Regions from separate parts of the Dromaius novaehollandiae genome. Here region 2 is linked to region 1. The links are chromatin contacts, called in public Hi-C maps. All regions are on one chromosome and are shown on one strand. Each heading gives the region's core, a stretch centred on a gene start, on an enhancer-like site or on the middle of the called end of the contact. The rest is flanking DNA. Distances are from core to core; before and after follow the strand shown.

The links. Hi-C and Micro-C count contacts between places; a contact is called where the count stands out from the background.
Region 2: a Hi-C map of liver shows a contact between it and region 1, with 9 times the contacts expected there. The contact joins the promoter of RPRD1A here to the enhancer-like site in region 1. A contact is called at or near these places in 3 of 4 Hi-C or Micro-C datasets (brain, liver and ovary).

Annotation. Positions count from the first base shown.
Region 1 is chr2:67,383,200-67,385,871 of bDroNov1.hap1, reverse strand. No RefSeq gene overlaps it. Among named protein-coding and RNA genes, the nearest start is that of FHOD3, 13 kb to the left of the region's middle. Within about 2 kb of position 1,296, at least 1 of the 2 cell types and tissues checked has open chromatin away from gene starts, as enhancers often do.
Region 2 is chr2:67,896,242-67,898,913 of bDroNov1.hap1, reverse strand. It overlaps RPRD1A (regulation of nuclear pre-mRNA domain containing 1A), which reads right to left and starts at 1,376. Exons shown (of 7, transcript XM_064506712.1): 1 at 979-1,376. The coding sequence starts at 1,129.

The DNA of each region.
Region 1 (2,672 bases), core at 47-2,546:
TGAAGTGGCTAAATATAGGCCTAAGAGCTTAACCTCAGGCTTTGGCAACCCTGGCTATTACAAACTGCTATTACACCTCCAGCAGTTCTAGGATGTCACAGAGCAGGACACTAGCAGCAAAACAACCCCAGCTCTCTCTATATAGAGAGAAAGGTAAAGCTGAATGCATTAACAAAATAATTAAATGAGATCTGAAAAAGAGCTGAAGCATGAGGAACCACGATGCTGTAATTTACCATTAAAGCTGATGCCCAGCTGAAGTTTGCCACTAAAGAGCTAGTGTGAACTGAGCTTTACCCCATTCTTTTAATAGCTAAATCATGTTTAGGTTATCCAAGGATAAAAATTTAACTGTGGTACATAGCTCAATATGAAAACTTGTAAAGGTTCTCTAGTCCTGGATACATCCTTCTGCCTCTCCTTGCAAACATTTTGTTTGAGGAACCTGCCCAAATGATTGGAAAGTGGATTTTAGAGATTAAAATGAATTTGGGTCGTATCTTTGCTGGAAACTTTTAAAGATGTAATTATTATACACAGGGATGTATGCATGTGACCATTTGTTTTCTAAGCAAGATCACTGCAGCAGCAAAAGTAGGTCTGTGTATGCCACTGTAGTACTATTAAGGAGACTCACATGAGTCAATGATTCCACTTTTTGCGTTGAAATGACTACTTTGATCCTAAAAAAAAGCCTTTGTGCTGTTAGGTCTGCAGACACATTACATGTGTGTGCATTTGTGTGTATATCATGTAAACTGCAGTTTATGTGAACACAGCCGTCAGAGTGTTCAGTTCTACAAGATTATCAGACACCATCTTGCCAAGAGCATTAGCTTTGCTCATTTTTAGAGTAAGAAATAAAGATTTGTCATCTCAGCACACTTTGTAAGCATAAAACATAACAAACAAGAATACCACTTAAGTATAATCACTTCTAGACTGCAAAATTAATACTGTAGGTTTTTGTCATGAACACTGCAGTAAACTTGAAGGAACACCTGACAGAACTCCAGGGTAGAATGAAATATTATAAAATGAAAAGCAAATACAGTTGATGCAATAAATACAATGCTCTGCTGAGAATGTCAACAGGGGAACTTGGTCAGAAACTACAAGCTGTGAAGAACATTTTCAGCCAGTCTTGCTTGAATGAACACTGACAGCACAACACAAGTTTTGAGAGTTATTTCCAGTGCGCTCTTTGAACTTTGTTTATGGCTAGTTAGCCCACAGCAGTAACAATCTGACAGCCTGCAATGCCCCAACAGGCCTGATTTGTGCTCTAGCCACGACATCTCACAAAGCAGGGGAAGCACAACCTCTAGCTAGGGCTCCAAATATTATTCTAGTGTAAAGCATTAGCAACCATGCAATGCATTCGTATACAGCTATGTCTCTCTCATACATCTGCATAATGTTGCTTTTTCAGATCTGTTGTAGATCAGATGTACAATAGCTTTTTTTTCCTGTCCTAGAGACTGTCATAACTGGAGAAAGTTACTTCTCAGAGACACATAGTGCTTACAGACAGATGCAGGACTACTATATCAATAATTTCTCCTCTATCAACTTTCAGATGTAAATGTTTTCCAATGTACCTTACATTTAAATAGAAAAGATGACGATCATGAAGTCAGCATGCAGCACTTCTTCTGTTGTTTAATCAATGTGAATATGCCTAGAATAGTGGTTTTGGTCCCTTTTTACCTCCAGTTAATTGATTACCTATTAACTCAAGTTAACTGAACTCAGCTCTAAGTGCCCGTCTAGACATGCCACAAATGTTTATTCCAGGACATTCTGAAGAAAAACCACAAGTATTTGAGTCCTGGGAGAAAAAAGTCTGCGGAATATCCAGACTAGCATTTTCAATTGTGTTATTAGGTCAAGTTAGCATGGCAATTAATTATTGTGGAGCAAAGGGTACTAAAAATGTTAGCGCTGACATTGCCTAATAAATTTGGAGTTTCAGATTGCCACTGCCAGAAAATTAATCCTTCTGTGTCACGCAGGTTTTAATCAGGAGATATATGGAAATTTGCTGGTCTCAAGGTATAAGATTATAGTAAATATGTAAAGGTTTTTGATAAAATAAACCTAGCTACACAAATGTTAGCAGCTTTCTTAGTCATTTTGTAGTGTTTACATGTTACTTAAAATACTAACAATGTATTTACATTACATCTTTGCTTAGGTATGTTAATTAACTGAAGCTTAACCAGTCATAAACCACCAGGAATGTAATGAAGAAAACTAGTATTTGCTTTACTACTTTTTTCCATACTTTTAAATATTGATGTAAGCTCAATTTTTACATTCTTCTGCTTCTTCTGTCTTTTAAGTCCCCCCCTTTGTCTTCTTAAATCTTTGCTCTTCATGGATGGGAGCAAGTAGCTCCACATCTCAACCCTTTCCAATTAAAGTAATATGAAAAACAACACTGTAATATTTTTTTTGACTGACATCTTCCAGAAATAAGAGCTATGATCAGATGATAAGCTAACTCCTGCCCCATACATAGCATATTCATGCTCTTAGCCACAATCTCACACAGGTCCATTGCTACCCGATGGAATATTTCATAGCATTTGCAGTTTGCACCTAACTTTTATCCTCTGACAGTCAGTAGGAAGACCTCAATTTAGCCAAACACCAGTTCATGAAACTCT
Region 2 (2,672 bases), core at 127-2,626, 510 kb before region 1:
AAGGTAACTACTGGAAGGCTGTAACATCTTCTAGACCATGCTAGAGCTTTAGGAAGTGGGGTTTTAGGGTTTTTTTTGGTTGGTTTGTTTTAAGATGAGCCAACTTAAGATCCAGTTACTTTCCAGGAAGGTCAAGTAAAGTTTCACATGCCATCTCTGCCTTTCACTCCCTAAACCACTTGCTAGAGTTGCAAGTTCTTTCTTGTTAAAAGGAAAGCCATACAGAAATCTAAGTCTGTATGTTCAACAATATCAAATAATGAATACACCTAAAGAAACAAACTCATCTGTATTATGCTATCATCAGTATTAGCCCACTTGCAAGAACAGGAAGTAAAAAAAAACACTTTGGACATATTATTCACTAATCCCCTGAAGTATTCCCATCTTCAGCTGCTCCACGAGAATAACTGCTGGTGTAAGTGGGCAAAGCCACCATGTCAGCCAACACAGACCGTTTCAGAGCTAACATCATTGCAGATAACCGTTTACATGCCTTATCTCTCGTTAAGTTGCAAGTACTTTAACTACCATTATTATAACAAGAAGCCCTATACCCCGTGCTCGCCGCCTTCTTTCCCTTCTTTTGCCCTCTCCTTTCTGACGCTGAGAAGAAGGACAAGTTAACAGGAAAAGCAGCATCCTCAGAAGCATCTCTGGGAGGGAGGAAGCAGGAATAAAGAGGGGAGCCAGAGCAGGGGAGAGAGAAGAGGGAGGAGAAACACCTCCCAACCCCACAGCCATCAAGAAACCGGGGTCTGTTACTTGTCCTGGTGGCTCCGCTCTCCCTAGGCACCGCGGTCGACCCGCCCCCCTTCCCCGCCTCGGCAGACCACGCAGGCCTCCCCAGGCAGGCACACCCCGAGGGCGGCCCCTCACCCGCAGCCCGGCCGGGCGCCACCTCCGCCACCGTCCCCGGTAAAAGCCCCATCCAGCACCCGCAGGCGGGAAGGGGCCCCGCGGCGGCGGCAGCCTCACCTTTGCGCAGCTCCCGCTCCCACACACTGACGATAAGCGCCGAGTGCTTGCGGTGGTGGATGAGCCAGAGGCTCAGCGTCTGCACGCTCTGCTGAGAATTGCTGAGCTCCGACAGCTTCCGCTCCAGCGCCGCCTCCGAGAAGGCCGACATGCCGGGCCGCCGCTCGGCCGCGACCCTGCCGCCCCCGCTGCCCGGCCGCGCTCAGGCCCCGCCGCTCCGCCCCAGCGGGGGAGGAGCCCGCCGCTCCCCGGCCCGGCCCTTTCCTTCCCGCCTCGCCGGCCGCCACTTTCGCGCGCCCCGGCAGTCCGCCGCGAACAAAATGGCGGCGGCGGCCGCCGACCCTCCCGGAGGCCTGCCGGGCTCCGCCCCTCCTCCTCCGCGCCTCACTTCCGGCGGAGGGGAGGCGGGGGGAAGGGGGCTTATGCCGGTTCCCGCCTTTTGTGCGCGCGCCGCCCTCACGCGTGCCCCAACCGCCCGACCGTTAGGGAACGGGGGCGGGGGCAGTTGGCCTCAGCGGGTGTCAGCTGCCAGACCAAGGAGCGTTGCGGCTCGCTTATGTCTTTCCTTCAGTCTTTTGTCCCGATCAAACTCTTTCTAAAAAACCCTTTCTTTCGCTCTCTTTTTCTTAGTGATGGATTGTGTGCTGGAGTATTTCCTCCTACTTGTTTCAGACCTGTTCCATTAAAGCTTTGATGGATGCCCCTTAGTTCTGCTTTTGTGGCAATAGTGAATAAAAGTTGCTCCCTGCTCCCGTGTGTTTTGTGGTGGTTATTGTTTTAGAGACTTAATATTGTATCACCTTCAGTATTTTTTTTCTCACTCTAAAGAATCCAAATCTATTTAGTACGTGCCTGTGTGAAAGATAGTCTCTACTGCTGAGCATGTGTGGCTTTTCTAGTCTTCTAAAACTGCCTCACATCACATCTTATTTAGACATTACTGAGTAACTGACGTTTTCAGAGAACTATGAACTTCAGCTCCTACAAATTTCTCTGGAGCCCTATTTCTGGGTAGTTAATCATAACTTCAGACAATGTCTTTCACAGATACTGTTTTAATATTTCTATAAAATTATATACATATCAGAAAAATATACTTTACTTTGGGGCATCCTGACAATGTTTTAAGTATTCACTCTTAAGACAGAGTATTCCTGTAGTCATGTGCGCATCCAGTTGCTTCTTACCAAACAGCAACAAGCTAATTGAGAAAAAAATCTGTAATTTTTGTTTTTAAAAACTCTAAATTTCATTTTCCCTATTTCATGTCTGACATTCAGAGAAGATGGCCCAGGTGATAATCGTGAGAGCACTCTTTTCAGGGAATTTTCCTAATGCTGCTTCTTAGAGAAATCCGATACATTTCAAAAACATAAGACCTTGGGGGTGTTATGTGTTTTCATGTGAATTCTATTCACAAAATTGGCATGGATGATTTTGGATGATTCCTGGCAGAAGAATTTAAGTGAAGAGCTGCACAAATCTTTGAGAAATCTCATTTTCTATAAATTCACTGCATTTTGGTAATCATGAATGAAAGAGGATTTGTAGTACCTTGCTATTTTTGCTAGGTACAGCAGAGGACGCTATTGGCATTATATAGAACTGGCCACTGAAGTAAAATTAAGATAGAGCTAACACAGATGCAAGCATTAGAAAAATTAAATATGAATAGTAATTTAGAAATTAACATT